Regions from separate parts of the Zea mays genome. Here region 2 is linked to region 1. Evidence: chromatin contacts called from public Hi-C data. All regions are on one chromosome and are shown on one strand. The core of a region is the stretch at or near the end of the contact, and the rest is flanking DNA. Distances in the headings are between cores, read along the strand shown. Region 1 holds the start of LOC100284692 (HD domain containing protein). Region 2 has its middle 66 kb from the start of LOC100194330.

Region 1 (4,366 bases), core at 507-3,006:
AATCGTCCTATATCGCGGAAGCTGGATTATTACGGGCTATTTTTGGTCTTGAGGTATCCACTTCAAAAGAAACTTCTCTCAAACTACCTATAGGTGGAAGAGGGCGCGTTATCGATGTGAAATGGAGTACGGGATCAGCCCAGAAAGCACAACGAGACAAATTGTTTCTACAGAAAAAGTAGAAAATTAGCTCTCCATAATGATGGGTTTGTTCAAAGTTATGAGCTTAGTTCAGACAAGTGCCTAGTAACATGCAAAAATGTCAGAAGTTTGGATTTACTGAAGCTTAGTTCAGACCGCCCTACTTATGCTGTTGTTCAAATCTCCGCGGTTTGACCGTCGCCGTGTATTACCTCTTCTCTTCCCATTTTATGCAAAAAAATAGGATAAACTTATGCGCAAACGAGGATTTAAACCTTGGTTGTTAGCTTCACGCCTTCACGTTCACACTCACCTAACCTGCTAACCAATAGAACACATATTTTTTAGAATATGTGATATATAGAAACCGCAGAACATGGAAACCGTAGCAATACACATCATGAATTTTAGAATCAAACATAAATTATAAAAACATATTTTTAAAAAACATGGATTTATTTAATTAAACATAAATGTATATAATTAAACATAAATTTATACAAACAAACACGTATTTATAGAACTATACATGAATTTATACAAATAAACATAAATTTATGAAATTATACGTTAATGTATAGAATTAAACATGGATTGATACAAATAAATATGAATTCATAGAATTAAAAATTTATACGAATAAATATGAATTTATAGAATTATACACGAATTTATACAATTAAACATGAATTTATACAAATAAATATGAATTGATAGAACTATACGTGAATTTATACTACTAAACATTTTTTATGCACCAATCATGTGACTGAAATCTTCTAGGACCTATGGAGTGAAGTATTTCTAGATTTTTTATGCAATACTATGTTTTGAGTAATATCGTAATATTTTATGTCATAAGCTATTTGGTTATGTTCATAAAAACATGTTTTGCAAATACATGATATTTTAGATACCAAGATATTTTTAGTTATTGGAAACTCCGGTCCAAAAAATTCCATGGCATTGCTTTCTTTGTTTAATATCATAGTTTACAATATTATATTAAACAATGTTTTTTGAGTTGCCAAAACTACGATATTATTATGACAATAGTAAACTATAATATTGTAAAACTATAGCTTTTTTAATAAATATTGTTACAGTAGTCAGTCAGCACTATAGATGGCCAAAAAGCACGAGGCCCATGAGCCCGGCATGAAGCCCGCTTTTTGGGCCCGGTCCGAGCCCGACACGGTAGAATAAGCGGGCGGGCTTTGACAAGAAACTAGGCACGGCGGGCTAGCCCGGCACGACCCGTTTACCTCTAAGCCCGTCAAGCCCGTTTTTTACACTAAAACGTGCTTACCGGCCCGTTTAACCCGTTTTTTTGGCCCGTTTTTTCGTGCTAAACGGGCCGGCCCGGCCCGTTTAGGCCCGCTGCGGGCCGGGCTTGGACAGAAAATTAAGCCCGCTGGCTCAGCAGACCCAGCCCGGTTTTTGGCCGGGTTTCACCGGGCCCGGGCCGGGCCGGGCCGGGCGGCCCGTTTGGCCATCTCTAGCACAGCCCGGCCGGCGTCGTTCATCTGTGTTTGGTAGTACGGTCGTTCCGACGGTCGGATGCTCACAAGAGAAAAGAGATGCTGTGTGCAAGCTGCAGAGACTGGCGTCCGACCCGATCCCACTCCCACGGTCCCACCTCGCCTCTCGCGCTCCTGCCCACCCAGCCTGTCCGCCGTCTGGTGTCCGCCTGTTCCCCAAAAGCAAAGAGAGGCGCAGAGCCGCCGCCGTTGATCTCTGACCTTTCCGATCCAGAGCCTAGCTCTCACCGTCTACCGGAGCTCTCACCATGGCGGTGAGCTCGCGGTTTCCCTCCCAACCCGCGGCGCGTGGCCTCCTGCGCCGCACCCCGCAGCGCATCCTCCCCGTCGAGCGCACGCCGCGCCGCCTCGCCCTGGTCGTCACCGCCGTCTCTGGGGGACCTGTACCTGGCGGATCGCCCGTTCCCAGGCGGCCGCCACCGCCGGAGGACGCCGCGACCGTGGCACCGACCTCAGTGCCGTCGTCGGCCGCCTCGGCCATCGATTTCCTCACCCTGTGTCACCGCCTCAAGGTACAAGATACTACTAATCATGCTCGTACTAATCAGTCGTCCCCTGATATGTTGTTCCAAGGCCGCTAGGGTCACACCGGAGATGCTCACAATATTTGTAAGAAATTCTAAAGTGCACACAGAAAGTAAAAGTGGCTGCACCGCCTTGTGCATGTGCAATGATTTGGATCAATTCATTCATGCCCCTAATTTCTTTGATGCTTAGGTCCATCATATCACATGATTCTGGTGCCTATTCCTTTTGTTTATTCTTTAGACCACCAAAAGGAAAGGATGGATAAACCATAGCATCAAGGGCCCTGAGTCCATTGCTGATCACATGTACCGAATGGCCTTGATGGCTCTGATTGCTGGTGATCTGCCTGCTGTGGATCGAGAAAGGTCCATCTCTTCAAATTAATCTTTCGCTTTATTGTTTCGTTATGCTTTAGCCTTTGTCATATCTTAGTTTTCTGCTTGGTGTTGACCATCATTCTTTAATCAGGTGTATCAAAATTGCTATTGTGCATGACATTGCAGAAGGTAGGTCAAGGTCATGTGTGCCATGCAGTACACAAATTGTTGGTGTCTTGTATGTCCAATGCACTTATCTGATCATGAAAACTACACTTCACCTGCGAATACTTTATTAGCTTAAATGCTTATTTCATCCACAAATCCCTTTAGTAAATTAGTCAAATATTTAAAATTCTTTGTTTAATAGCTATTGTTGGTGACATTACCCCATCGGATGGTATACCTAAGGCTGAAAAAAGCCGGCGCGAACAAGCAGCACTAGATGAAATGTGCCAAGTTCTTGGTGGTGGGCCAGCTGGTGGGTGCACATTTTCTATCTTAAATGTCAGATCATGTAGAAACTTCCAACACCAAAAGACGAACTATTTATCTATAATACTTTTGTTTTGCAGCTGATGAGATTAAAGAGTTGTGGGAAGAATATGAGAACAATTCTTCTATTGAAGCCAATCTTGTAAAAGATTTTGATAAAGTAAGAAGGCAATTGTTTCTATAATGTTCTTTTATTATTGTTATTTGTCTTTCCAGTGTCTGATCATCATGACTGCTAGTTGTAGCTATGTATATGTTTTTTTTTACTTAGCAGATCCGTCAGATTTACCAATCTTGGTAGATTACATGGTTTTAAAGGCGGCTAGGCGGAACTAGGCGCTCAGCCACCGCCTGAACGCCTAGGCGACGCCTTACTAGTCAAATACCAAGCAACCAAACAGCTGTTACAGGGGGCAGGGAAAGCAGGGGAGGAGGAACATCATTCTTGAGTCTTGACACCTGAGAGAAAGCAGGGGAGGAGGACCTACCAGTCTACCAATCTACCAGTGAGGGGCGCCCAGGGAGGGGGAGCAGCCAGCCAGCCGCGCGCCCAGCGAGCAGCAGCCGCGAGCAGGCGAGCAGCAGCCGCGAGCGGCGAGCACAGGGCACGCAGGGAGGAGCAGCCGCGCGCACAGGAAGAGCCGCGCGCGCAAGGGGAGGAGCAGCCGCGCACAAGGGGAACACGCGCCAATTTACAGGGGCAACGCCCGCCAAAGCTAGCGCATCGGGCGCCAAAATCCAGCGCCAACAAACCCTAGGTTAGGCATCGCCCAGGGGGGAGAAAGGCGTCGCCCAGACGCCTACCGCGCCTAGGCGGACGCCATACTCAAGTTTACCTGGGCGCCGCGGACGCCAAGCAAAAAATGTCGCCTGGACACCTAGGCGTACCTAGGCGTCGTCTAGGCGACGCCTTTTAAACAATGGTAGATTATGAACTTTTAGAGCAAGTTCATCACAAGTACTTGCTCCTGGTTTGTTTTCAATTAGATTGGTGATCAACGATTTGCTTGCTTGTTTGTATGACCTAATAGACTTCTTGTTCTTCATGGCCTTATTTACCAAGTTGCAACTTGTGCATGTTAGTCTTAATTCCAAGGAATGTTAAAGTTACTTTGAGGTTTCTTCCTCATATGCCATAGGTTTAATTCTTCAAAGTATGCAAATTTGTTTTTGTTACATGATGGATATTTCGTGTTTTTTAATTTTTAGTAATACAATTAGTCTCTCCACATTTGCGGGGGAGGGGGGAGGCTTATCTCAGTTTATCTCTTTCTTAGACCTCACTCATGTGGGAGCCTCCGACAATGGGTCGACAATGGGTCTGACCTTTTTTATGTTTAGCAA
Region 2 (4,366 bases), core at 815-3,314, 74 kb before region 1:
AAAAAATTGACAGTCAAAAAATCTGAGTTACACTAACTACTTTGTTGATGTTAAGTCTAAGTTGTATAAGCTATATAACAAGTATGAATCATAGTCCGGTGCAGCTAGGCCAACTAGAACTAGACATCCGTTAGGACTAGGCGGTAAGAAGAAAACAAGCTTGGTGTAAGACTTTGGAGGATCGGGGTTAGAGATATCTAGTCCTTCAATTGTCACTACTTCATCCAACAGATGTATGACTCCTAGACCTAGAACTGGTATATGTGAGCTCACAGTTTACCTTGACAATGACAATATTGTGGCCTATGAGCATGGCATTGATATCCTTAAATGGTGGCATAAGCATAAACTAACCTATCTAGTTCTCTCTATAATGGTCAAGGAGATTATGTTAATTTCTATCTCAACTACTTTAGAGTCTTGCTTTAGTCTTTTTTGGCAAGACCCTTGATGAGCGGCAATGACGCTTGAACCCAGAGATGGTGGAGATGTTGATCTGCATCAAGGATTGTGAGTTAGACCAACAAAGCACACAATATGTTGTGTAGGACAAGGAGTTAGAAGACTCCTTGAAGAACTTATTGTGAGTTAGAGTGAGTGTTGGAGCTTCTACATGAGTATGAGTGAGTGTTTTTATTGGTGCTTCTGCATGAGTTTATGTGTTAGAGTGAGTGTGAATCTGACTGTGAGTTAGAGTGAGTGTGAGCCTGTGATGAGATTCGAAACTATGGTTTTTAATAACTTTGAACATTTGGATTTGAAAATGAGCTAGTTGTACTCTTTTCTCCTAGGTTTCACATGAGGTGGGACCGTGGGAGTTTTACCTAAAAGGTTTTTAATGAAGTAGCATTGCACAAGCAACTCAAAATGTGATAATCCTAAACTTCATTTAGGTTCTTTTAGTTTTAGTAACTTGTGGTTCGTGAATGAGTTTAGTAACTTGTAAATTTATGATCTTAAATGTAAGTAACTTGTGATATATAACTGATAGTGAACTTGTGGTCTTTTATGTATGTGAGATTTTATTTGACACAACACAACATTTTAGCTATGCTTTTCAATTCAGCCCAACACAAAAAGTAGCCCAATAAACCGTACTTGGACCACTGGCCAAACATGAAGTCTAGCTAAACATGATCCAATGGCTCGATAAACCTTACTTATCTCAACATCGTTAGGTACTTAGGTCTAACGAAGACCGTAGCTGGTTGTTCATCCATAGAGCTTGGTGGGCAATCTGCTGACGAGTTATTTACAAACTTAGCACTCTGAATGTTGCACTTTTTACTTATAGACCACTGTGCGCGCTTCTTTCACTTATAGAACCGAGAAAGGCTATCTAAAATCAAAACATATGGTTGTCAGCTAACAAGCCAAACATGAGTAACCACTAAGTCCTTTTGACCTTACCGCACCTCCTCCATTTCCTCAGTTTGGCAGTACTCCCGAGTGTTCTAGACTTGGTCTGCTCAATGTTGAGTGCTGCTGAGCGCTACCCACTTCCGAGCTCTCCTCCCTGTAGTGCTCCCCTCCCTGCCAAGCGACGCTGTGCACTGCTCACTAACCAAGTAACCAATGCCACCGAGGCACCGAGGCATCCTCTGTCCCCGCCTAGCTCTCTCTACTAAGCAACACCGAGGGTTATTCACTGTCGAGCGTTGGTTCTCTATCCCTGTGCAGCTCTCCTCTCTGCCGAGCGATGTAGATGGCTAGTCACTGTCGAACGCTAGTCCTCTGTCCCTGCCTAGCTCTCCTCCCTACAGTACTCCCCTTGTGTTTGAATGGACGAGTCCAATATGGTTATGAAACAACAGCTACCACAAGGAAGCAGTAGTAGGTACCAACGAGCAAGAAAGGCAGCTGGGAGCCCCCTTCTGCTCCAGCAGAAGCAGGACATCACAACAATCCTCTTCTTCTACTCCTAGCAGCAGCATCCCTATCTTCTACTCCCAGCTGCATGTACATCAAGAACCAACGACCAAGCAAGGAAGCTAGGAGTCCCCTTCTGCTCCCAGCAGCCGCAACAACAAGGCAACATGAAGGGCGACTCATCGACTCGGGAAAAGAACAGAGGATGACTCATTATGGATAGGGTGGAGCCCTCGATAGGGAGGGGCAAACTTGTCCCTTATATTTACTTGTCTTTGATTATGTGACAACGACAAGGATCAGAGGTAGACAACCTTTCTCGGTTCTATAAGTGAAAGAAGGGTGCACAGTGGTCTACAAGTGAAAAGTGCAACATTTAAAGTCATATGTTTATGTATAACTCTCTAATCTATATACTACTTATTAAGAAGGTAAGAGTAGTATGCCGTTCTGCCCTCCCCCGTGTTCTGCCGTTCTGCTCTCCTCCGTTCCACGCGCAGAAAAAAAAATTAAATCGTGCTACTCAGGGATTAAACCTTAGATCTATTAAATAGAATGTCTAACCTTCCACCCTCTAGCCAACATGACTCATGTTGAATTATGTACAACTTCAACTAAGACTTTATTTGTGTTTAACCCGCCGTCCACTCTGTATGCTCACTGAGTCTAGAAAAACATTTATAGCTTGGCCCCTGATCTTTCTGGAATTTGGGACGCAGTCCAGGAAATAAAGAAAATAGGGAAAAGGAGTTTAAAAATTGATTTTTAGTTTAAAAATAATTGCAGAAACCCATTTAATTCATGGAAATTTCATATTAAATCCAAATGAGTTCATTCCAATTTCTATAATTCTATAATATTATTTTTTATCATATAATACCTCTGTTTTGTCATGAAAACAACAATAAAATTGATTTCCTAATTAATCATATATCAAATACATAGAAACTTTGGAAATTCGTAACTTCCCCATTTTAATTCTAAATTGAAACGTTCCAATTGTGTTAGTCTCGTATGAATATTTACTACGCAGTAACAACATTGATTATACCATGTTTCATACTTTTATAATTAGATATTTATTTATCCTATGTTAATTGGGTTAATCTATGTCTATTGGATTAATTTATTTAATATATTAATATAGTTGTCGGGGACCATAATTAGGGGTACCCTCAAGACGCCTAATTCTCAGCTGGTAACCCCCATCAGCATAAAGCTGCAGAGGCCTGATGGGTGCGATTAAGTCAGGGATCAGTCCATACGAGCGACTCGATCACGCCTCGCCCGAGCCTAGCCTCGGGCAAGGGCAGCCGACCCCGAGGGGTTTCCGTCTCGCCCGAGGCCCCCCTTCAACGGCGGACACATCTCCGGCTTGCCCGAGTCCTTGCCTTCGCTAAGAAGCAACCCTGACTAAATCGCCGCACCGACCGGCCAAGTCGCAGGAGCATTTAACGCAAAGGAAGCCAGGCCCTGCCAAAGGCGCCATAGGAAGTTCCGCCCGACCCAGGGCTCGGACTCGGGCTAAGCCCCGGAAGACGGCGAACTCCGCTCCGCCCGACCCAGGGCTCGGACTCGGGCTAAGCCCCGGAAGACGGCGAACTCCGCTCCGCCCGACCCAGGGCTCGGACTCGGGCTAAGACTCGGAAGACGGCGAACTCCGCTCCGCCCGACCCAGGGCTCGGACTCGGGCTAAGCCCCGGAAGACGGCGAACTCCGCTCCGCCCGACCCAGGGCTCGGACTCGGGCTAAGCCCCGGAAGACGACGAACTCCGCTTCGCCCGACCCAGGGCTCGAACTCGGGCTCAGCCCCAGAAGACGACGAACTCCGCTCCGCCCGACCCAGGGCTCGGACTCGGGCTAAGACCCGGAAGACGACGAACTCCGCTTCGCCCGACCCAGGGCTCGGACTCGGGCTCAGCCCCGGAAGACGGTGAACTCCGCTCCGCCCGACCCCAGGGCTCGGACTCCGCCCTGGCCTCTGCTGACGACCTCCGCCTCGCCCGACCCAGGGGCTCGGACTCGGCCTCGGCCATGGAAGACAGACTCGACCCCGGCTTCGGAGGAGCCTCCACGTCGCCCAACCTAGGGCACAGGCCAGCCACGTCAACAGGAAGCACCATCATCACCCTACCCCGAGCCGACTCGGGCCGCAGAGAACAAGACCGGTGTCCCATATGGCTAGCTCCGCCAGATAGGCAATGATGGCGCCCCGCTAGCCCCGTGACGACGGCGGCTCTCAGCTCTCTTACGGAAGCAGGGCGACGTCAGCAAGGACACAACCGCTCCAACAGCTGTCCCTCCGCCAGGCTCCGTTGCTCCTCCGACAGCCACGACATCACACCAGCAGGGTGCCAAGATCTCTCCGGCTGCCACATTGGCATGTACTTAGGGCGCTAGCTCTCCCCCCGCTAGACACGTAGCACTCTGCTACACCCCCATTGTACACCTGGATCCTCTCCTTACGCCTATAAAAGGAAGGACCAGGGCCTTCTTA

What was found. Hi-C and Micro-C count contacts between places; a contact is called where the count stands out from the background.
Region 2: a Hi-C map of leaf shows a contact between it and region 1, with 2.7 times the contacts expected there. The contact joins the enhancer-like site here to the promoter of LOC100284692 in region 1. A contact is called at or near these places in 4 of 25 Hi-C or Micro-C datasets (all in leaf).

The regions. Positions count from the first base shown.
Region 1 is chr3:220,739,348-220,743,713 of Zm-B73-REFERENCE-NAM-5.0, reverse strand. LOC100284692 (HD domain containing protein) reads left to right here and starts at 1,756. Exons shown (of 8, transcript NM_001157587.2): 1 at 1,756-2,194; 2 at 2,451-2,575; 3 at 2,679-2,716; 4 at 2,898-3,008; 5 at 3,103-3,182. The coding sequence starts at 1,931.
Region 2 is chr3:220,813,314-220,817,679 of Zm-B73-REFERENCE-NAM-5.0, reverse strand. No RefSeq gene overlaps it. Among protein-coding and RNA genes, the nearest start is that of LOC100194330, 66 kb to the right of the region's middle. Within about 2 kb of position 2,064, at least 9 of the 20 cell types and tissues checked have an H3K27ac peak or open chromatin away from gene starts, as enhancers often do. A contact at or near this core is called in leaf, where this site is marked.